2 separate regions of the Gossypium hirsutum genome follow, and region 1 is linked to region 2. The links are chromatin contacts, called in public Hi-C maps. All regions are on one chromosome and are shown on one strand. The core of a region is the stretch at or near the end of the contact, and the rest is flanking DNA. Distances in the headings are between cores, read along the strand shown.

Region 1 (5,544 bases), core at 1,660-4,159, 73 kb before region 2:
ATTTTACACTCAAATCGTTGAAAATGTTCAAATTGATTCAAAATGTTTGTCTTATTTTGACTATCATGATGATCACTTATAAAGTAAAAACTGTTTTTTAAATGTTTGAAATCTATAAGCAAAGCTATGATTACCCCCATTTCCTTAATATGCATATAATATGATTGCATATATTTAGAAATTGCATATAGGTTTGAGCATTAGACTTGGATTAGGATATAAGCTTACTTTTTTTAGTATCTTACGTTTGTTAAATGATAATCTTTTTAAGATTTTTACCATTGCATGTGTTGGAAGCTATTTGAGTTTCCACATGATATTTGACTTGGACAAATATATCAGTTATATCATAATTTCCACACATCACACTCATATTGATATCCAGTATTCCTTCATATTGTAATATTGTTCTCGGTTGCTATTCCCATGGTTGGTAATTCATAAAATTTTGGTACCAAACATGGTGATAATATATGATGTTAAGCATGTTTATTGAATGGAGTACACTTTGATTATATATATATATATATTGTTCATTCAATGATGTATGTTTTATGATTTTTTTTCTCGATTATTCTTCAAGTTTGTATCATTTGTGTTTACATTTGGTATATGTTTGCTTTTAGTATCACTAAGCTACTTTTTGTATAGATTTCCATATTTAGGTAGCTTTGATTTTTTTATATTTAATTTTTAGTATATTATGCTTATTTTATACTTTTTGATATATCAAAACGGGAGAAAGATATAAGAAACTTAAGATGCATTTATTTAGTAGAGAGGTATATATGCATGTAGTAAGGGGACAATTACTAAAATTGCATATGCTCACATTCCACATATTTTTCTGATATTGCATATGCTCGATTATTGAATTCTTAAGTGTATATATATGTAGTAAAGGGGACAATTACTAAAATTGCATATGCTCGTATTGCTCCTATTATTCTAATGCTTAGTATGCAATTGTTGATTATTGAAATCTTTCTTCTATATTAACTGGTATCAATGAGCTTATTAACATCATGCTTGGATTATATCTGTGTATCCTTGTGCATGTTTATCAAATGATATTATGTTGAAGTTCATATGTGCATATATGACATACGTTATGAAATTCATTCATGCTTCTTGCATTGTTAAGCAAGATTAATTTAGTCTTCAAATTTGTTTAGGGATTGTCCGAGCTTCATGACTTGAATATGTGTAAATGATTTAGGAGTAGTTTTTCAAAGCAACTCTTTCTTAAATTTTTGTTGTATAAAAAAAGAAAGGTTATTAGTTTTGATTTATAAAGCTTATGATATAACAACATTTAAGAACAATTTTCTATTTCATCTAATGCGTCGAGGGTCTCAGTTTCTTATTAAGTCAGGTGGAGGCTAAGGGTGCTTTGCATGGCATATCTATTTGTTGACGTAGTCCCTCGGTTTATCACCTCTTCTTTGTGGATGATAGTTTTATCTTCTTCTGTGCGACGGCTTCAAAGTGCCAAACTATAAAAGATATCTTACGGGCTTATGAGTTTGCCTCGGGTCAAGCTGTTAATTATCAGAAGTCGAGGGTTATGTTCAGTTTGAACACAAAACTTTCGGATAAGCAAGCAGCTTGGTTGATTCTTGGGGTAACGGCTCCCGTGGATCATGGTTGGCATCTGGGGCTGCCGTCTTTAGTAGGGTGAAATAAGAAGGTTGTGTTCTCTTTTATCCATGAGCGTCTTAGTAAAAGACTTTACAGCTGAAAGAATAAATTATTGTCTCGACCGGGCAAGGATGTGGTTCTTAAAACAGTAGCTCAAGCACTGTTGGTGTACTGTATGAGTGTCTTTTTACTGTCATTGGGGACTTGTGAGGAGTTGCAGCGCATGATGAATTCGTTTTGGTGGGGATTGAGCGGTGCTAATAATAAAGGTATTAGTTGGGTCTCTTGGGACCGACTTTGTGACCCAAAGAAACTTTGGGGGGAGGGGTGGCGGGGGGCTCGATTTTCGACATCTTCACTGTTTCAACCTGATAATGCTTTGCCAGCAGGGATGGAGGTTTCTCTCTAACCACGATTCTCTTCCTACTAGAGTTTTCAAAGCTAGATATTTCCCTTCGTGTGGCTTTCTTGAGTCCAATGAAGGTGCTAATCCCTCATTAATTTGGAGGAGTATTTTCTCTACTAAGGCATTGCTTAAAAAGGGGTGCTCGGTGGCGTTTTGGCAATGGTACTGACATTTGTGTTTTTGTCGATCCTTATGATCTGGCGGTTGATGATTCTTTTTTTGTTCAGCTGGACCCTCTTGATGGCTTAGAGGATATGCGTGTTAACGAGTTACTTACTGGTGATGGCTTGGCATGGGATAAAGCTTTTATTGATGGCATTCTAGCGCCAAGTGATGTGTCCCAAATTCCCAAGATCGCAGTAACGTGGCAAAAGCCGATTGATTGTCTACTCCAGTTACTAGCGAGCAGTATCACCTTTTACACCTATTCTCACTCATGCGGTTGATGGCCCTTGGGATCGGCTATGGAAGCTTTCTTTGCCTCCAAATGTTAAGCTGTTTACTTGGAAATGCTTGAAGGGTTTCGTCCCGTCTAAAAGCCGGCCACTTGAGAGAGGGTGTAATATGGATCTGGGGTATGTTCGGTGTGGTACGCTTGAGAGCCTTAAACGTGCGTATGTGGTGCCCAAAGGCTGTTGAGGTATGAAAGTTAGTTGGTTTCGGTATGTCTTTCAGTACTGTTCAGGACTTTATTGATAACCTGTTTGAATTGTTGGACACTGATCGTAGGGATCACGGTTTGCTAGTTACATGGTCCTTATGGTTCCACAGGAATATACGTTGCTGGAAGGCGATTGATGTGGGGGCTCCTGCGATTGTGGCGTTTGTTGTGCAATTCCTGCTGGACAGGAAGGACGCCCAAGCCACTTTTATGCAAGTTCAGCAGCCTCCTGCTGTTAACTGTTTGCGACAGTCTGCTTGGGTGAAGCCGACTCAGCCATGGGTCAAATGTAAAGTCGATGGCTGGTTATTTCCGGGTATGGAATTTTTTTGGCTTTGGGATAATTTTGCGTGATCATAACAGGATGTTTCTGAAGGGCATCTCTAGTTTTTTTACTACTACATAGGAACCACATTTGGATGAAGTCGTTGCCATATGGGAAGCTCTTTCCTGGCTTCGTTCTATGGGCATTGATCACGAGGTGGTCGAATCCGATTGCAAAGAAGCTATAATAGCTCTAAACACGCCTGCTGAGCACAACTCCGAATTTGGTGCTATGATACGCGACTACTTACGGATAAAAGCTAAATTCCAAGGTATTGTCTTGTGTTGGGTCCGACAGTGCAAATAAAGGAACTCACTCCCTCGCTCGAGCGACTTTATTTTCTTAATCTATTGCTTTTTGGGATAGTCATCCTTCAACTATTTGTTTCGTGATAGATCTGGATATCTCTAATGAGGGTGTTTAGGTTCACGTGTATTGGAGGAGCCTATTGGCTTGGTTTAGTTGCCTCGGAGTTCTTTGGAGTTTTCTATTTCCCTCATTTTATTTTATTAATGAAGTCTTAATTTTATTTAAAAAACTAATTTTCTATTTTATTCCTGAAATAATTTATATTAGAAAATAAATGAAATATTTTAGAAAATGTTTTCAAGCAAGGACATTGATTTCAATAATATCTTATGTCCTTCAACAACTCAAATTCCTTTAAAGTGTTTTGGAGTTTATTTTAGGTATTTTAGTATAGTAAATATCGATACCCCACAGTTAGTATCCATACATTGGGTAGTCAAATACCTATCCTTGAGGTATCAATATATCAATATTTGACCTAAGAGTATCAATATTTGGCTTCATTATATTAATACCCTCTTTATATGTATTGGTACAATAGGTTACAAGGTAACTTTAGTGCTCGAATTAATTACTCCTGGCTAATTTTACCTTACAATTGCCCCAAAAGGATAGAAATAAAAAAGATGCCACAGAGTCATTGTCGGAGCCAGGATATTAATCTTGTGGGGCCAAGTTAAAATTAAAAGTGCTATATAACAGTCGATTTAAACATATAAATAATCGATTCAAAAGAAGCAATATTCCAACATAACAATCGATTTAAACATAAAAAAAAATATATTCAAAAGAAGCAGTATTCCAACAATTAAGACAAAATAACTATCATTTTACTCGGTTAACTATTTTTTATTTTGTTTTCACAAGAATGCTCACTGCTTCACAAGCTACCATTTGAAATTATTTTAAACAGAGTGACCAAGGTTTTCTTTCTCCCCTTCACTTTGGCCGAAACTTACTATAACATTATCTAACTATTTTTGTTTCATTTTTACACTTCTAACAAGTTAGAAATCGTCTCCTAATCATTTTCCATCCAAAAACATACACATTTCACTTAATTTTATAAGCTCCCAAGTTCTATCAATATCTTTTAATGGCAACTTTTAATATACTTGATAAAACAAAAAACTATTGGTACATATATGTAAAATAAGTTTCAAATATTCAAAATTTATGAAAAGTTTGAAGAAGAACATACCTTATACTATAAATTTGGAGGAAAAATGATAAAGAAATTCTTTTTTCTTCTTTTCTTGCTAAGCACCAATATGAAGAAGAAAGATGTAAAAGTCTCTTCATCTTTTCTTTTCTTTTTATATATATTATTATATTACTTATAAAATATTACTATGTTAAGTAAACTATTAAATAAACATCATTTTATTATTATTTAACAAAAATATTATTCAAAAGTCATCATAGGTAATTTAGCTTCTTCAAGAAGATTCTCTTTGTTTTTATCAAGAATAATTTTTTTTTAATATTAGTTTTAATCCTATAAAAATATTGGAGGGGTCTACTTATATTTTTAGGAGGGCTATAATATATATACAAAGGGAAAAATTGTAAAAATCTTAAACCTTAAGGAGCCTACTTATATTTTTGGGAGGGTCATAATTTAAATTTACAAAAAAAAAAACTAAATTGAAAAAAATTTAAACTTGAGGGGGCCATGGCCCCCCGGGGCCTCAACGTGGCTCCGCCACTGCAGAGAGTTCAAGAGCTCTCCAATGAAGATAAGAGAACAAATTTCAAAAATCATGAGCTCATAACTCAAAATTCTTTCTTTTATTCTTCTCATAGTCATAACTTATACTACGAATCCTTTATATAATAACATTTAATTATAAAAGCCAATTTTTTTTTTGTAAAATCCATTTTTATATTTTATTTTTACCTTATATTATAGATTTTCATCTATGACGATAACAACTATAAAGTATTAAATTCAATCTTTATTAAATTACTTTTCTATAACAACCATAATATTTTATTAAATGAAAATAATATTTAACAAATAAAATTACATTTGTAAATTTTATTAAAGATATAATATAAATCTCACTAATTATTAATAATATTAATTTCTAATTTCTAATTTTCAAATTAAAAAATTAAATATGATTTAAACCTCAAATGTTGTTATTAGTGTATAATAACTACCTCTCTATAACATCTAAAATTTTGACAGACAAATAG
Region 2 (5,837 bases), core at 1,436-3,935:
TAATGGATGTCTTTTTTCGTAGGAATTTACTAAAGCCTGATTGGTATTGATTTATTTGATAGCTGTTTAAACTTTTGACCGACGACTTTGTTTATTTTCACTATCAGAATCAGTTTAAACGTACCACAACTTAGTCAAGGTCTGTGGTATACCTAAAAGCAGAATTTTCTTTAAAATATAAGCCAAATTTACACCTCTACCAAATCTTAACTTTAAATTTTTTTTATGGAAATTAATTGCTAACCCCATTTAGGCATTCTACCTAACCCAAAGAATTTGATCCACTATCGCTTTCATCTACTAAAATATTATCTGTTAAAAATATTGCATTAACTTGATTAAATCCATATTTTTTATTCTTAATGACTTTATATTTGAGGTATTTCGTGTTAAGCCACGGTTCTTTTTTTTTTTTTTGGGTTCTTTTAAGGAAGAAAAGAAAAACAAAATCCATGTCTGCCACAAGCGATTGTCTGAATCCGCGGACCCGTGAGGTCTGAATTTTTGTTATTATTAATTTGCTGTCGTGTTGTGTCTGTGATGTTTTGTTGTTTGTATGACACTAACTCAGTTCTCATCTGCCTTCACTGGAAAATACTGGAAGAAAGGTGAAGAAGGGAATAGATGAACTTGAATTAAAATAAGGCATTTTATGGACTTTAAACCATTACATCTTTATCCATTTTTTAACTTTGGTTCATTTAAAAAATTCACTTTAAGATGTTATAGGATAAATGCAATAGTTACTTTATACCTTTCTTACCTTCATTCAGATACAGACAAATATATTGAACACTAACACAGTAATCGTGTAGACCCAGAAATTTTATCATATGACTATCTGACCCGAATCCAAAAAACCAATCCGATCTACTCGAATTCAAACCCCAATTTGAACCAATCGAATTCCATCATCATCAAAAGACATCTCTTTCAAATACCCTGATTGCAGCGAAAGACATACTTCATATGCAATCACTTTCAAGTTTGAGATCTGGTGTTTGAAACCTTGAGACAATGTTAAATTAACTTGGGCAGCTTGTAATGAGAACTGTGTCATTTGCCTGCATTAAATAATAATTTGAAGGTACATGGAAATGGCTCATAAACAAGTCCATATCAAAAGGTTCATACATCCTTGGGAACTTACTAAAACAAGTGCTACATAATTAAAGGAAAAACGTTATGATTTGAACATATAGTTGGAAATGGCATATATTTACTCCCATGAGAAGGTGAGTCTATGGTGAGTACCACTTGCAGATGATCCGGGATGTCCGATTCGAAACACTCCATTTCCATGGAGATCAGTATTGGCACTTTGATCAGTGGCCAAAATGGTTCCTACTTGCTCCCCCTCCATTCCTAGACCTTTATATTGCAAGTTTGGGATCAAGGATGAGGTTGAGCCAGACTGCATCATAGGGCTCAAACTAATCTCCCGAGTCTCAGCCGGTTGTGATGACAGAAGAGAGAGAGCACGATTAGACTCGACGGTTCGATTTAACCCATTCAACAACATTTTCTGGCTGATGCCACCATTGCTTGATGAAGGATTAGCATTGACAAGCGGTTGACAAACAGAAACTCCTGGGTGTGATGAATTAGCACTTTGTAAGAATGAGAACTGCCTTTCTCCTTTGTAGTTGAGAGATGAGGCTCCAACGAACGAGCTATTTCGGCTGCTGAAGTTTAACGATGAACTTATATCGGTTTTGACTTTCACCGCCCCAGTCGAAGAATCGGTCATGGATGTAGTGGAAAATATTTGGGGGCTGCTGAATAGTAAATATCTACTCCCTGCGTTAAGAGTCTAATTCTTATCAAAATACATCACAAATAAGCCATTGCATGGGAATATGAAGGCATACCTGGGGGATTTGAAAGTAAGCTTCCAGAATTTACAGTCAAAGCATTAGGTTGAGGCTTTCTCCGCCGTCTGTTGTGTCCATCTAGACGCTTCCGGCAGCTTCGTTTCCCTTCGTCAAACTCCACTAACGAATGAAACCTAATAACATTGCATTCACCAGAAACAAACTCTTACCATTTATGAAACAAAATAAGCTAAGAATGAAAGCATGTGATAGAATCTTGCTAAGGAGCAAATCACATTAGAACATTTATCGATGCCATTAACTTTCATGATGCATCACAAGAGAATTTCTCACTTGATAGAATTAATTTCCATCATGAAAAAGGAGAGTTTTAGCGGAGACTAAACAGCTTTATCGATTCTAATCTCAAGATAAACAAATCATACTCATAAACCTTAAAACACAAAGGAAATACCCAAATTCGGAGTAATAACGCATTGCTAAGCAAGAATCGATCCATATAGGGAAAAAAAATCAGCAGATGAGGAGGCAATGGAAAGAAGTAAAATGATTGAGGAAAGCAAAATCTATTAAACTCCATGTTCAATCTGCATAAAGCGATTCAATTGTTACCTGCTGCACTGCTGACAAAATCGTTGTTCTTGACCCCTAATTGAGACTTTTGGGGTTTTAGAGTGGACTTCGCATACTTTATGGCGTCGATGGTAGTCCCTGCATTTGCTGAGGTCCGCAGTGCAACCATCAACCAAGCATGAAGGTACTTGGTTACCGGAACCAGGCGGCCGAGCCCTTTTAAACGAAGCAGATGACGGTGCTGATTCCATCAATGGCACCCTTCACGGTACCAATACTCTCAAATCCAACAATGGCTGGCGATTCCTAATTCACCTGCTGAGTTACAATGGACTTTAAACACCTCAATATCGCTGCAAACATTACAATGTATTCTTATTTCTTGTTCTTCAGTCCCATCACCTTAATCAAACTATAACGTAAATTCAAGCCCCTCTTAAAAACGTTCCTTAGAAACAAATAATGGGAATTAAACCAAATCTAGAAAAATGTTAAATTTCTACTTCGGAGAGTTGGGTTTTATTAAAATATATTGGGACTACAAAGTTTGTTTCCTTTTTTGGGTCATTTCAAGATGAAGAACAAGAGGAAGGGGATGATTGGTTGGGTTGGGTTGGAAACTCATAAAAATGATCCATCCATCCGCCTACTATAAGTGACTCATCATATATGACCAAATTAAAGAGTCGTTGACAATTAATACTTACTACTTAATAAGTTTAAATGGGAGAAATGAAATTTTGAATTATAACTTGAAAAAAAATTGAATGGGAATGATGGTGCAAAGTTGTAAATGTGTCAAAAGAGTCATGAACATACTTGCTATTACAATGGGAGAAGTATAAAAAGAAGTCTAATGTTGACTCTTCCATTGTCCTGTTCAGCCATGTTATTATGATTCATATAAGAGCAAAACATGACTATATTTAAAAATTTCAAGATGTTTAGCTATTTGAATGATCTTAATGACTCTCATTATCTACGTTTGTTGTTTTATAAATATATGAATATTAAAAAGAAACTTTAAAACATCATACATTTGTCAAGGAAAAGAGTGTGAAAGGAAAGGAAGGCGGTCTTAATGGTAATAGGCCCCCCAACTTTTATGATATTTAAAGTTAAATTTATAGTTTTTTTTTATAATTTTAATAGGTAACAAGGCTTTTGGGAATTGAATTTAAAAATAGGACATTGGAAATGTTGTAAACAGTGTGACATCAATGGAGTCGGCACTCGCATCCCAACCACAAGTAGCATGGAAGATATTTTTGGAAAACAAAGAAAGGCCTTTGCCACAATGTGTTTTTCTTTTTCCTTTTTATATTGAAACAAAACTCTTAAAACTTTTTAAAATCCCAATTGGGCTTAAATAATAATTCATTGGAAATGTTGAACTTGTATTGAACCCCAAAAAGAACATGTTAGTAGTTGTTTTTTTGTTCTTAGGTTAAGTGGGTATTTCCCAAAGTAGAGACTTTTTCACTTTATAAACTTGGAGCAAAGGTTGGTGAATATACTAAACCCCGTTGATTTACTAAAAAAGAGGGGCACAGCCCATATGGGTCTTTTTCAACCGTGACATATAGTTATCATTGCAACGACCAGAAGAAACCACTTTAGTTTACTATTAAATACATTTATTTAATTTTTATAAAATTGATATATACGGTTTAAAAAATATAATAAAATATTTTTTATATCACGTCTATTTTTATTTATATTTTTTAAAATTGTTTAAGGTTGAACCCACGTAAATCTCAAACAGTAACAAATGTAAATTTTATTAAAATAAATTTAGTAGATAAGTAATAAAGAGACCTAAACTTTCTCCCCTAAAACAACCCTACGATTTTTATAAACATAAAGTATAGAGTTACATCTAATTTCTTAAAAAGAATGAAGCACTTTGAATTAGTATTTTGCTTACCATATATAAAGAGGTAAGTAAAAGGGTGAAGGGGTACCTGAGAGAAATCTAACAGAAGCTGGGCACGTTCTGCAATGATAGTTTCAGATAAGCTGTGAAAAAGGAGAAAAAAAAGTTGGAACGGGAAGAAGTGTGAAGTGAAAAAAAAACTACTTTTGAGCACAAGAATAAATAGCCATTTAAGAAAGGGATTGTGAGCTTCTTAATCTATGAAAGCTAAGCTAGGGTTAATAATTTATTCAACAATGGAGATTAAGAGAGAGAAGTGAAAGTGGCAAAGGAGATGAGCATGTAAGGTTTCCAGCTTACTTTATAGGTGTAGAGAGCTTTGAAAGTTAGAAACAAGTTGCATAATAAAATGAAACTCAAAAATAATGGTTGCTGGAAAGAAAAAAAGAAACGAGTGGCAAGGAAAGTGACAGGGTGTTCTAATTGCTTTTTAAGTATCAACCTTTTATCCGGAGAGGGGAAAGAAAAAGGTACAAAAGGTTTATGTGTTGTGTTTCACTTTCCGGTTCCTATTTTATTTGTTTGTTTGTCCTTTGTTGAATGTCTTGGTTATTTAGTTTTATTTTAATTTGATTTTATCATATATTTTTAGTTTTTTAAATTATAATTTTTCTTAAAAAATATGTTTTTTTCCCAAATTCAATTTTAGGATGATTTGTTGTTGTTGTTTTATCTATTTTGAGGTGGGTAAGTTAAAAAATTAAAAAAAGTGAAAATTTAAAATAATTTATGTTTATAAAATTAGACGGTTAAATGATTAATTATGAATTTTTAAAAAGATTCTTGTATGAATTAAATTGTTTTGATTATACTTCACTATTCAATTGTATTTCAGAATTTGTTTTATTTCACATGAAAAAGCACATGCATGATTCTATTTTAAATTTTGTGCCAAAACCTGAAATTCGGTAAAATAGAAAAAAAAGATTATATAATAAAGAAAATATTAATTTGGGTATATAATAATGAGGGAGATTATATCATATTGGAACCCAATTTTGCACCTGGGAACCTTTTATCATGCCATTAACATGACTATTGGGTTCAATTTAATTTTGGAATAAATAAAACAAAATTGAAGTGTAATATTTTGATTTTCAGTGTATTAACCCATACTTCTATTGACTTGTAATTTTGGATATGATGTTTTTCTTCATCAGTAGCAGCAACAAATGGAATAATGATGGAGTAAGAGAGGGGACATTAGGCTGTCCGCTTTAACCCTAAAAAAGTCATTACCTATAAGTTTTAAATAATTCTTTTACTAATTAAAACTGTTAATGTATAAAATAATACATGTTAATTTTTTAAATATTTTTTTATAAAAATAATTATTTGATACACAAAATTTTCTAACTCCACCAAAGGAGATGAGATTTTGTATTATTTATTTATTTATATTTATTTAAATACAACTTAAATTTACATAAAAAAATCTCAAATTCACTTATGGAGTTTTAAAATATTTATAATTTATATACTAAATAATTATC

What was found. A called contact is a pair of places that touch in the nucleus more often than the background predicts.
Region 1: a Hi-C map of petal shows a contact between it and region 2, with 4 times the contacts expected there. The contact joins the enhancer-like site here to the promoter of LOC107909848 in region 2. A contact is called at or near these places in 4 of 34 Hi-C or Micro-C datasets (anther, leaf, petal and 1 more).

What each region holds. Positions count from the first base shown.
Region 1 is chrD02:55,832,781-55,838,324 of Gossypium_hirsutum_v2.1, reverse strand. No RefSeq gene overlaps it. Among protein-coding and RNA genes, the nearest start is that of LOC107908276, 26 kb to the right of the region's middle. Within about 2 kb of position 2,909, at least 4 of the 9 cell types and tissues checked have an H3K27ac peak or open chromatin away from gene starts, as enhancers often do.
Region 2 is chrD02:55,759,589-55,765,425 of Gossypium_hirsutum_v2.1, reverse strand. LOC107909848 (teosinte glume architecture 1-like) reads right to left here and starts at 2,685. Exons shown (of 3, transcript NM_001327023.1): 1 at 2,448-2,685; 2 at 1,872-2,008; 3 at 1,177-1,800. The coding sequence starts at 2,659. The coding sequence ends at 1,220.